2 separate regions of the Athene noctua genome follow, and region 1 is linked to region 2. A link is a contact called in public Hi-C data. All regions are on one chromosome and are shown on one strand. The core of a region is the stretch at or near the end of the contact, and the rest is flanking DNA. Distances in the headings are between cores, read along the strand shown. Region 1 holds the start of HSPA8 (heat shock protein family A (Hsp70) member 8). Region 2 holds the start of UBASH3B (ubiquitin associated and SH3 domain containing B).

Region 1 (6,729 bases), core at 2,815-5,314, 150 kb before region 2:
AAATGAACCATAAGGCAAACTATTTTGTAAAATACTGTACTTAAAGCATTTACTGTCATATACCAGTTATTACTAGTGTGATTAAATGCATACAATGTTACATAGCTTTCTTTTGTTTCTCAGCAGCTAAACTAAGCTTACATCTCTCCTACCTGCTATGATTGGTGTACTTGTACTGTGTCTGAACAACTCAGAGGAAAGCGAATATTTATTATTGATTCCTTTGAATCAATGTTTCATAATTTTTTTTTTTTCTTGGTTGGTTGTTTTATAAATAAATGTGCTGCAGCTGAAGTGCTACAGCTCAACTAAACTTGTGCTAATGCTCCGTCTTCTGTGGTATGATGTGTTACATGCTGTCAAGTTGAATGCAAGGAAAAAAGTATGGAGTCAAAAATACCATTTTTAAGCTAACAAGGACCATTTGCATATTTACATAGAAAGTGTGGGGAAGCTGATCTTTTTCCTGGGTATTTTTTCAGTCTAAATTACATGGCACGGTATGAAACACACAAAACCTTGGGGTGTTTTGAAGTAAATGGTGTTTTGACTTCCATGCAGCTATTTCACCTGAGATGTTTTGGCTGAGGATGTAGATGCTTCAAGCTAATATGGTAAACAGTGCCAGCACAGATACAAAACTCCAGTGATACTGGGCAGTGACACTGTCCTCCCACTCCTGCATCTGTTGACCTTCCTGAACCACCCGCTGCGTTTCAGTTCATCTCCTGAACTGGGCACGAGAAGACAAACTTTGAACAACTAAGAGCTGTGTTCAGACAGTTTAGATCTTCTCTGCAGATAAACATTTTTGAACTGCCTAACAGGAATCTCCGGTCAGGGAGATGTAGGTGAAATTTAGGGTAACTAAACGTGACTGTGGTTGATTTCTCTTACAGTGCTTCAGCCTTCTTTCCCTGGGGGTGTTTTGCACAGAGGTCTCCCAACATCAGCAATCTTCTTTTACTGAAATCTGGGAGTTAAAATTGCGACATAATTACACAGTATTTAAAAGAAAACACAGTGACAACACAGTGGTCTCATAGGTGTGTCCTGTCTGCTCCTGACTCATGAGAAAACGCTATTACTGACTCCCTCCTGAGTTGGTGACATCCAAGATTCTGATTAAGCGATACATATTTTGAGAGACGTTGTGCAATTCCATACTTTTGTACGGTATCAGGTATCTTGGGTTATTTTTAACCTGAATCATTTTTTACTGACACCCAGAAGGGGGAGAACACAGTGGGAGAGGGAAGGGGCTGCCTTGGTAATGAGTGATTTTTCAAACTTCAGCTGGGGTGTGCAGATGCAAGTATTGTATAAATAACACATGCTGCTGTTGTGAACAGGAAGTGTGTCTTTGATAATCTCCACTCTCTTGCCAATTCTGTTTCTTAAAGAAGCAGCAGTGCTTGATGTACTAAATCAGCTTCAAAAAATAACGTTGGAATCCATCATTTGTCGGAAAAAAAAAAAAAAAAAAAACACACAGAATACTTGTCAGTGTCCAGCCTGCTGAGCCTTAATTTTCCTGATATACAGTAAATGAGCTACTTTAGTCCAGTAAGTTAACAGCCTTTAATTTCTAATGAAATGAGTCATTTGCCAAACTGCCCTCCTCCCTGCGCTGACTCACTGTTGGTTTAGGCTGCCTTCACTTGCTATCAGTCTGCTGTGAGAAGTACGGTTGCACATCTAAATGTCACTCTTTAATTTCAAGGTGGAGGTAATGCTATTCATTGGTCCTACTGAAATTCTCCCCATGATTTAAAAAAAAAAAAAAAACAAACCAAAACCAAAGCAAAGGCAATCCCTTGCTAACAGCATGGTTCCCATGAGACTTGGCGCACGGTGTGCTCAGTGCAAGTTAGGGCTGCGTGCCCGAGAAGCATCTCCCGTGGAGCCTGGGAGCTGAGTGCTCCAGCAGCCCGTACTCCGGAAAGGGTGGAGTGTACTTTGCATGCTGTACCTGCTCAGATATGGGGTGACAGTTTGTACTGACAGCCCTTATCTTTAAAGGCACAGAAAAGTCACATCTAGCACCCTACAATATGGAGCCCCTTTTCTTCTGCTGCTGCTGCTCCCGTCTCTAACCTTGTACACTCAAGTTCCAGCCATGCTGTCTGTTGTCAACCAGAGGTCCCAGGTTCCAGCCCTGTGTGTGGCAGAGCACGAATAAGAGCCGCAAACTGCTGCTTGACACGAATGACTTCTGACACGAGTGACTTCCCATGGGTCAGCACACCCCCAGGAGCCTGGCGGCGTGTGGCAGTGAGAATGTGCACCACGTTAGTGGTCTGATAATGGGTTACCAGCTGTCAACTGATCCAGGGTAACTGTGTCATGTTCCCTAGTAGAGGTCACTCAAAACTGCCATGAAAGAGAGACGTTGACACTGATCTGTCTCGGGATGCAGGCTTGCACACAGCAAAGTAGCACAGTCATTTGTTTGGGATAAGGCAGAGAGATTTATTAGTGCCCACCCCATAGTGGACTTTTCAGTTACCAGGAGTGTTTTTTGTCAAAGGTTAACCCTGTGGGCAGCATTAAGAGAGCACCAAAAATGCTTTTCCATGCAATTCTAACCCCCAACTATCCAAGTTCCTTTGCCCTTTTTCCTACTGCACAGGGTCACAGAGGCTGGCCAGGATACAGTTTTTTTGTCACCCTCCTCCTAGTGACTCCCTCTGCTCAGCATTTTATGCCGTGTAAACATTTGATGCAATTCACAGCACTCCTGCTAGAGCCTGACCTTACATGATTTATGACCTTTGATCAGCTTTCAGCCTAAGGCTCTGCTGTGACCAGCTGAACGTTTGCCGTCATCCATCCGCTCGCTTGATCCCCAAGGACGCCGAGCACCCCCGTTTTCCACCGTTCAGAGCCTCTCTCCGCGTTCCACTGAAGGCTGAGAGCACGCAGGGAGCAGCACGGGCAGAGGAAAGGCTGTCAGCTTGTCCCTTACCTGCTGATGGGATGAGAAAACCCGGGGGTTCTGTGGAGGCCGGATTCTGCTCTGCAGAGAAACCGGCGTTGCCCTAAAACGCTGCAGACAGCGTGGTTTCCTCTGCCTGGGGGAGAATGAGGGTGTGGGAAGGAACTGCAGAATATTGCCTTTTGCTTTGTGAAACAGAACATGGAGGATTACAGCAGCCACACGCTGCCCGTGCAGGGTCTTGCAGTGAGATTTATTGAAGCAAACGCTGCTGGAGGCCTTTGGGAACGAGCTGGGAGATACAAAAGGAGAAATGCTGCCGCTCCTCTCAGGGCAGAGGGCATCTCCCACAGTAGCCCCCCCCCCGCACCCCCGGCTTTCCTACTGGAAAGCCAAACGCCTCTTTTCTGCCTGGATTTGATTCTCCTGCCGTTAATTCTGCTCTTAGTTGGGTTTAACCGGCCACTCTTGCCGTGGAGCCGTGCTCGGAACAAGGCTGCTGCCAGCCCACCGCAACCGGCGGGACGGCGGCCGCAGGAGCAGGGAAGCGGCCTGCTGCGGGGTGCTGCGGGGCGGGCGGCCGGGGCCAGGGGAGGGCCGGGGCTCCCCGCATGGCGCCGCCATTTTGTGACCCCCCCGGCCCGGCTCCCCCTTCCCGCCGGCCCCAACGCTCTATGCAAATGAGCCCGCCATCCCCGCTACCCGATTGGTCATTCGCGCCCCACGGCGCCTTCCCCCTCGCGCGCGAAATATGCAAACGAGCCTCCGGCGCCGCGTTGCGATTGGCTACTCCTGGCCCTCTGGCGCCCTTTCTCTGCCCCCGCCCCCTCCTTCAGCCTACGCTCGTCGGTGTCGTCACCCGCATGCGGCCGCTGGAGGGCTCTGATTGGCTCCCGCGCAGGCGAAGCCCCGCCTCCGTCCGTTGCGGGCGGGGGCCGAGCGTTGCGGAGCGGGAAGCGGTTGGGGTGGGGGAGAGGCGAAAGCGCATGAAGGTTCGAGAATACCGGCCGGCCGGCGGGCACGCCCCCTTCCTGCGTGCGTCACGACGGGTGTGGGTTCCGGCAGGCGGCCATTGGCTGGAAGGGTGGCGGAATCCGCGAGCTGATTGGCTGGAGCGGAGAAGAGAGGCGGGCGCTTCTGGAAGGTTCTGAGGGCCCTATAAAAGCGGCGGGGAGCTCGCCCGCACAGTCTCTGAGTAGCAGTGTTGGCCGCCTCGGTTCATTTGCGCGTGTTCCGGCCTGTCCGCGCCGCTCAGGTAACGGGGCGGGCCGGCGTGGGGAGGGGGTGGCGGCCCGAGGGAGGGAGGGAGCTGCCCGGCCGTGATCTGTCCCTGGACCGGGAGGGGCTGCTGAGTCGTGGGGGATCGGGCAGGGTGTGGGGGGTGGAGGCCCTTTGGGCGCTGCGGTGGTGTTGTGTCGGGTTTTTTGTTTTTTTTTTTTTTTTTTTCAGCGTGGCCGGTTTGTCGAGCTTTGTTCGCTGCTGCCGCCTTTTTTTTTTTTTTTTTTTTTTTTTTTTAAGCGAAATCAGACCTAGGGGCGATTTTCCTCGCTTGACTCCCTTTGTTCCGCTAAAACGGGGGGGGGGGGGGGAGGAGGATAGCTAGAGGAGACTCGGCGCCCATGTTACCTCCCGCCGGGAGCGCCTGGGGCTGTGCGGGGGAGGGCGGAGAGGTGGGGCGGGGGGCCGAGCATGCTGGGGTTTGTAGTCCCCGGGGGCGGGGAGGGGGAAGGAGCGGGCGTGCAGGGCCGCCCTGTGGTGGCGGGGGGCCTGGGAGGGGGGCGCTGCGTCTCTCCGGCGGGCGCGGGGCGGGTTGGTGTCGCAGCGGGGCTGGGGCTGTGCCAAGCTCGGCCCCCGCAAAGCGGCGCCTACATTTCCCAGCGCCTAAGATGTCGGCCGACGGCCACGTGATGCGGGCGGCGCGGTGCACCATGGGAGCGGTAGTCCCGGGCCGGGCGCTGGACCACGTGGTGGGGCCTTAGGCCGCGGCGGATAAAGCGGTGAACTGAGTTAACCCAGCGCGCTCATGAGCAGTTGCTAAAACGTGGGTTAACTGATGAACTAATTTCAGTTCGAGTTGAATTTTACAGGTCAAATTTTTTTTTTTTTTTTAATTCAGACAAGATGTCGAAGGGACCAGCTGTCGGCATTGATCTTGGCACTACCTATTCCTGTGTTGGTGTATTCCAACATGGGAAGGTGGAAATCATCGCCAATGACCAGGGTAACCGGACCACGCCAAGCTACGTTGCCTTCACAGATACAGAGAGGCTGATCGGCGATGCTGCAAAGAACCAAGTTGCAATGAATCCAACCAATACTGTTTTTGGTGAGGTTGGAAGATTTGTATGCTTCATGGGGGTGGTAAATGTTACTTGGTTATAAGAATTGTTGACCAGTAGAAGGGTTAAAGCTTCCTCTTGGAAACTGAAATGTCTTAATTGGTTTTAGTCTGAATAATACAAAACTATTACTAATAGTTAGGCTTTTATTACGCACTGAATAAGTGTACCTTACAGTTAAAAACTTGCTTTGCTGCAGGGTGTGTTAAGTGGCCTTGACTAAGTATCCCGTTCTAATTCCTAGGCTGCGTTGTGGTTTGTGGTACGGGAGCCATAGCGTTTGCTGTGGTGGCTGAGGTGATAGCGATGAGTTAGCATATCCAAGGGGTGATACGTCTGTAAGCAGGTGCCTGCAGCTGAGTCTTTGCAAGACAGTAATAACTGCAGATTAAGTGTAGTGTACTAGGATTTTATGTATTTTCTGGGATGAGCTTCGTGGGTTTTGTGGTGCATGAACACATTTAATATGGCCAATTATTCTTTTCCAGATGCAAAACGGTTGATTGGGCGTAGGTTTGATGATTCTGTTGTCCAGTCTGATATGAAGCACTGGCCATTCACAGTGGTGAATGATGCTGGCAGACCAAAAGTCCAGGTGGAGTACAAAGGCGAGACAAAAAGTTTCTACCCAGAAGAAATCTCTTCCATGGTTTTAACCAAAATGAAGGAAATTGCAGAAGCATATCTTGGGAAGGTGAGGTTTAGGATTCGAGTGAAATGTAATGAATAATTCCACCTATGTGTGTAGTTAACATACATAACTGACAGTTTGTTTGCTTTTTTGGTAGACTGTTACTAATGCTGTAGTGACTGTACCGGCCTATTTCAATGACTCTCAGCGTCAGGCTACAAAAGATGCTGGAACCATTGCAGGACTCAATGTACTGCGAATTATCAATGAGCCGACAGCAGCTGCGATAGCCTATGGTCTGGACAAGAAGGTATGCTGTGGAGTGATTACTGTCTTCAATGCCCAACTAGTAAGCCTGCTTAACTAGCAGTAAAAAATGAATTGCATTATGAAAATAGATCTCTTCTTCCAGGTTGGTGCCGAAAGGAATGTTCTTATCTTTGACCTTGGAGGCGGCACCTTTGATGTGTCAATTCTGACTATTGAAGATGGCATCTTTGAGGTGAAATCCACTGCAGGTGACACTCACTTGGGTGGAGAAGACTTCGACAACCGCATGGTCAACCACTTCATCGCTGAATTCAAGCGCAAGCACAAGAAAGACATCAGTGAGAATAAGAGAGCAGTTCGTCGCCTCCGCACGGCATGCGAGCGTGCAAAGCGTACTCTGTCGTCTAGCACGCAGGCCAGTATTGAAATTGATTCTCTCTATGAGGGTATTGACTTCTACACATCCATTACCAGAGCTCGCTTTGAAGAGCTGAACGCTGACCTGTTCCGTGGCACCCTGGATCCTGTGGAAAAGGCCCTGCGGGACGCCA
Region 2 (6,279 bases), core at 3,106-5,605:
ATCACTGGACTTGCAGGTTCTGGAGCCACACTGATTTCTGCATCATGCAGGCTAGAGGATTTCAACTGCTTATCCCTATATTAGTTATTTAATTTTGATCAAAGGCTTTCTTCCATCCCAAAAGAAATTGCAGCCCATCACTACATTTTCTTGTTTTACAGAGATACATGCTACGCATAGATTTTTTTAATTGGTTGTACATGCATAATAGTTTTAAGGGATCCCCTGTGGTTTCAGTGGCCTGTAAACTACTTTGTGCTTCTCCTTAACTCTTAGGAAGACTACCAACACCTACATAGGGATAATCACACAATAATGAGACATGCCGGCAGTCACATGAGATCTGTGGGTGCAACTGTTGACAGCAGATCCACAGCGAGATGAGGCACAATATTTTGGGGCAAGAGGGAAATAATAGTTGTGTGAAATCTCTTTCTAGAGGAAGCCGCTCTTGCGTTTAGGGTCTTGAGACACTGGGGATCTGGTTAGACTTTTGTGTGACCCTGGCTAAAATGCTTGCAAAATGGCCATCATAACATCACCTTTGCTTGCCTGCCTCGTTGAAATCAGAAGCTACGTGGGATAGGGACAGCCTCCTCCTGTGTGACTAGACAGTATGTAATATAATGGGCTAATTGCAAAATAAAAAAAAGAATGTTTGTGCGCTGACGAAAAACCCCCAAATAGACCAGCTCATCACAATAATAGTCCAAAACGATGACATACTACCGGGGTTTGAGCAATTGCCATCCCCAGGTAAATGCATCCAAAGGTGCTGTGTATGTCGCTGTGTCACCAAGTAATTCCGAGTAGCCCAGCTGAACTGAAGCCGTTGCTGGGAAGGAGGAAAAGAGACAGAGAGATGTCTGTCCAGGAGCACACAGCAGAGCTGCTCTTCTACCTGTGCCGACAAAGACTTTAGTGGCGAAAACCTCTGGGGTCGCAGTCTGTGCTGTGGGACGCTGACCTCAGTGGAGCCCCATTCATTTCAATTTATCTTAGTTCAGAAAGGAAGGATATGTCCTTCTTTGAGGGACCCTTTATCCCCAATCCCCCATAAACCACAGGCAGGCTGGATAAATAAAGGCTTATTAAATAAATGCCTTGATTTGAACAAAAGATCCACGGCAGTTTTGCATTTGATACCTGAAACGTAAATGCTGATGATGTCTCTTGGTTTCAGCCTGGCTCACAGCATTTTCTACCCTTAACTGAGCTAGTCCATACTAACATCCCGTAATACTTGGGAATCATGTTTAGTCTTTCACCTTTGATTATTTTAGCATGCACAGGATGAGTGGCTTGCCCAAAGCAACACAGAACCAGGAGAATAAAATAAACGTGAGACTCCTCAGCTCCTGTCAGCAGCACAAGCCCAGGATCATCCTGCCCATCTGAGCTCTTATTGCTGTTATAAACTGTAAGCATGGAGAAGTTTGATCAAATAATTGATGATTTCAGGTTTTAAAAGGCAAAAGCTGACCAGTCCATTGGTAGAGGCGTGAAGTTACTCGTGCTGAATTAGAAGCTGAACGTTCGGCAGTGTGAGTACTCCCAGGATCTCAGCACCTTCTCAACACCACAGCTGAAACCAGCACTCTCGTGATCTCCACGTAGCGCCTGTGTCTCTTACCCTGGCTTCAAGGACCCTCTCTGTCCCCTGCCCCAATCAACCCCCCCGCCGCCTGCCGCAGCTTTAACAAGAAGCCAGGAGGCCACTGATGCCAAGAGCCACGGTGTTTTGTGACACGCCTGACAGACTAGTCTGACAACTCGGAGCTTTGTTGTGCGTAAGCCATCCAAACAGATGGTCACCACTTTTAAGTATCAGCCTGGCTTGTATTTGTACAGAGGATCTACAGGCAGAGATCCGAACCCCCCCGGTTCGCTCCGTTCTCTGTCCCCTGTTCTAACTGTGGCTTTGGGGTAGAAAACGGGTGGGACAGTCTTGGGAGAAGATTCAAAAGGGCTTTGCTCCAAGGCTACTTCTCAATACCGTCCTTGGGAGACAGGGTCTTTTCACCTCCTTGGCAACTCGGTAATCTCTTTCATCCCCACTTGCAGAGCAATATGCTGTGAGTTAGAAAGCAGCTTCTGGGAAGCAGTGACCTTTAGGGAATGTCCTTTTTCCCGTGAGGTCCTATCTCACACATCCAACCCGGTGTGCCGTTCCAGAGGGTACCCTCGGTGGCAGTACTTGGTTGTTTGGGTGAATTCCTGGTTTGCTTCTCATCTGAATTTTAATGATGAATTATTCGTAGTATTTCCAGCAGGCTGGAATAGGGGCACTAACTGCTACTTCAGGTCGGGGAAGTGGTTCCCCTCCCAGCACACAGCTGATTTGTCAAACAGGGTTATAGAGCAGCGTCTTGAATTTAGGATCGACAGCTTTACCTCTCTGGCTGGTTCTATCTGCAATAAGTACTCTTTGCAGCCGGGGATATTTTACCCCTTTCTCTGGCTTGCTCTCTGTCTCTCTGTGTTTAACCTTCCCTATCTCCTATGATGAATCTTTGGGTCCATTTTTGTCTAACATCAGCATTTTCTTGGGCAATAACATGAACCATAGACATAGTTTAACCTTCCCTATCTTGTATAATGAAGCTTTAGGTCCATTTTTGTCAAATGTTAGCATTTCCTTGGGCAAGAATACGAACCACAGACATAGTTCCTCAGCTAATGGTTAGGTAAGACGCGGGCTGACTGTCAGCCTCCATGGCACTGTTGTACAGGTAGTAACTAGTTTCATTCATAGTATCAAGCTGTTTTCTCTCTAGCTACACTGAAAGAGGCACATCTGTTTTTTTCCAAACGAGCAGAGCATGAAGTCACCAGTCTCCTGCTATCTCAATTTGCATTCATTGTATATAAACGCTGCACGTTGATTTCAACAGAAAACTGTGTATCCCTGACAGATATAAGGAGAATGCAAAGGACAATGGAAAACACTCATTAGATCTTCTGTATGTGCTAGTGGGTCCACGGCAATCTCCCAGACCCACCGATGACATACGTCCTTAAAACTGCATGTGCGTATCTCTATATTTATAAGAAAACTGCACAAAGACAGGCTGCAAAAGCGCCACGTTCTGATTGGTATCAAAAACAAAAGGAAAACTTAAGCAGATCAAGGAATCGCCCAAATCCCCACTGGTTTCATTTGCATCCTAAAGCGCCCAGTCCCACTTCAGGAGTCACTCTGTTTGAAACTGGGAGAGTCATTATTAAGTTATCATTAGGTTGCTGCCTAATTAATTTAAAGCATAGGCACATGCAGGGAGATTACACCAGGGCATTGCTAAATTGGGCAAGAAAACCCTACCACTTTGGACTATGGAAATTTTTCTTGTATCGCTCTGCTCCTTTTTGGTTGACTTGTACACGGATTAAAGAAAATCTCCCTCCCGGCTGACCGCGTTAGCAAAGCATCGCACCGCGGACTCCTTATTTTCCAAGTGTAGGGATGACAGGCTCTGATTTCAGCTGGGGGGGGTTGGGGGGGTGTAAAAAATTGCGTCTCTGGCGATGCCAAACTTTCGAGCGATGCTAGACGGGCTGCTGCGGGCACCCCGGGGGCCCCTCCAGCACCCCGGTTCCCATGGGTGGCGTGGGGGGGGACACGAGGCGCGCCCGGGGTCGGCACCTGCCGCCCCCCCAACACCTCCCGTCCCCCCAACACCTCCCGTCCGTCCCCCCCCACCCCGGAGCCGGGGCAGCGCTGCCTGCGGCGGCCGCGGGGGGCTCGGGCCGCGCAGCATCGCCGGGCCGCTGCCGGGAGCGCATCCCCCCCCCGGCTCCGGGAGCGCATCCCCCCGCCCCGGGAGCGCATCCCCGGGCCGCTGCCGGCAGCGCATCCTCCAGCTCCGGGATCTCAGCCCCCCCGCCTCCGGGAGCGCATCCCCGGCCACCGGGGCTCCCTCCCGCCGGCTCCGCTCCGCCCGCCCGTGGCGGTGTGGAGCAGCGAAGCAAAAAAGGCGCCGATCGCTTCTCGCCGCCGTGGAAAAAGGAAAAGGAGGAGGGTGGGGGGGTGTGAGGGGGTGTGGGGTGGCTGTGGGGGGGCGGCGGGGGTGTGTGTGTGTGTGTGTGTGTGTGCGCGGAGGAAAGAAGGAGCCGTGCGGCGACTTACGCCCGGGCTTTGGGGAAGCCCATTGACAGCAGGATCTCCAGCGACGAGCCATGTTTGATGGTCCCCGCGCGGTGCTGCCGGTTCCGCCGGGGGATGACTTTGCTGTAGAGCTCCTCTTTGGCAGCCATGGCGAGCGGTGCGGGCAGCCCGCGCTGGGCCATCACGCAGCCATCGCCGGCCACGCAGGGCCATGCACACCCGCAGCGCCCCGCCGGGGGCCGGGGCAGGGCCGCCCCCTCCTCCTCCTCCTCCTCCTCCTCCTCCTTCTTCTCCTCCTTCTCCTCCTCCTCCTCCTCCTCCTCCTCCTCCTCCTCCTCCTCCTCCTCCTCCTCCTCCGCCCGCCGCCGCCACACGTGTGCGCCCCACGCAGCCCACGCCGCCACCGGCGACTTCGCAAAGGCTCCTCGGGCGAGGAGCAACCGCCCGCCCCAGCTCTTAAAGCCGCCCCCGGGCGGGCGAGGGCAAAACCCGGCCGGTAGCCAACCCCACGGTGTGTCCCGCGTGGGGAGGGGGGTCGGGATGCGCATCCGCGGGGGGGACGTGCGGGGTGGGGGCGGTGATGCGCTGAGCAGGACCACTGGGAGAACCGCAGGCTTGGTTTAAAAAACAAAAGCACGTGCACAAAGAATTATTTTGGTGGTTTTTCTCTTTTTTTTTTTTTTTTAAATTTTTTTCTTTTTTTTCTTTTTTTTTGAAATGAGGAAAATGCGCGATATCGAAGGAGCAGAGGAGGAGGAAGGGGCGCGCTGGGCCCGCCGCTCGCCCTGCTTTGATGTGGCAGCACTAGTGGTTACACGTAGTTAGGAGGCAAAAAAAATCTTGTGCTCCCAAAACCTCCACCTCGATCTCGGGTTCCTGCATCCTTCTGAGCCCTCACCAGGCCGGCCCTTGGAATCCAGGCCCTTGGAGGGTGCCTGTTCCAGGGCAGGTCGCTGTGACACAGCTCTGCTCCTCTCCCACGCAAAAGCTGCGTGTTCCTTGGGTGGGACAAGTAGTGCTGCTTTCTTCCTAGCTGTACTTCAGTTCAGATCCCGGTTTGGGGTGCAAAGCAAAGGGTTTATATGCAGCAAGAGGTATCCTCCTTCTCCTTTGTCTTTTTCCTGACGTCCCCTTCATCCCTTCTCCACCCCACAGCCTCCCTTCGCTTTTAAAGACCAGCAGATACCACTAAGCATCTTCCCAGAGCAGGCCCAGCTCCCAGGGCTGTGTAAAACAGCCTGAAATTACAACCCCGCAAATAAATAAAAACCAGTAAGAGGCGTTTTTTTAAACGTACAATAGTTTATGTCAGGGAAGGAAAGCGGTGTTGGCAGTGACAAATCCATCACTACAGTTGTTATTATTAGCATTAGGGAAAACAAACAGCCCATTTCCATTTTGCTGTATCAATGAACACGGAGAAAGGGGAAAAAAAAAAAAAAATCCCCTCCCAACTGTCTGTTCATTTTCTGCCGCTTTGCCCAAGGTGTGGCAGGTGAGAAGCGGCCCCGTGCTGCGGGCAGCCCCCCCTGTGCCACGCTGGGGGCTGTGTCCCCCCAGGGACATCAGGCCAGCAAGTCATCCCCACGCTGCCTGGGCTAACAAGCGCCATGGAAATTAAACCTCCAGAAGGACACGGCACAAAGCCCTTCTTGTTCGTTTCTTGAAGCCACTTTTAACTCCTTTGATGTCGCTGAGGCACTGATTCTTTCATTTGCTCCCACTATTAATTGGCAAGAAGTTCATTAAAGTCAAGTGGGTGAAACCAAGAAGGGTTTAGTCATGGATTTCAGCCGTCTTAGACATTTTGCAACTGTGAAATCAGAGTCAGGCACCCAATCTAGTCCGTTTTAACGGAGGAGGAGAGTTAAGGATTATTAATAACAATATTTGTGCTGAAACATGTGTTACCAGAGCCCCAGAAGGGTTTGTCACCGATGAACTCATACCCAGCCACCACAAAAATACAGCTCGTTCTGGGCCTAGGAAAGGGGAAGAGGAAAATCCCAAATTAACACTGACCCCGTGCTCCCACCTGCCAGGCAATTCCCAGGAGAACATCATCAACGTCCAGGGGCTTTGCAGCCAACAGAAATCTGTGAGGATTGTGGTGTTTTGACTTAACTCGATATGCTTTACTCATCCATGCTTTTGCTCCAGCTGTATTACTCAAT

The links. A called contact is a pair of places that touch in the nucleus more often than the background predicts.
Region 1: a contact with region 2 is called in a Hi-C map of liver, with 5 times the contacts expected there. The contact joins the promoter of HSPA8 here to the promoter of UBASH3B in region 2. A contact is called at or near these places in 2 of 2 Hi-C or Micro-C datasets (heart and liver).

What each region holds. Positions count from the first base shown.
Region 1 is chr26:4,317,843-4,324,571 of bAthNoc1.hap1.1, reverse strand. HSPA8 (heat shock protein family A (Hsp70) member 8) reads left to right here and starts at 4,064. Exons shown (of 9, transcript XM_074927472.1): 1 at 4,064-4,193; 2 at 5,055-5,264; 3 at 5,766-5,971; 4 at 6,066-6,218; 5 at 6,321-6,729. The coding sequence starts at 5,060. It overlaps CLMP (CXADR like cell adhesion molecule), which reads left to right. Exons shown (of 7, transcript XM_074927537.1): 7 at 1-307.
Region 2 is chr26:4,166,569-4,172,847 of bAthNoc1.hap1.1, reverse strand. UBASH3B (ubiquitin associated and SH3 domain containing B) reads right to left here and starts at 4,355. Exons shown (of 14, transcript XM_074927470.1): 1 at 4,127-4,355. The coding sequence starts at 4,287.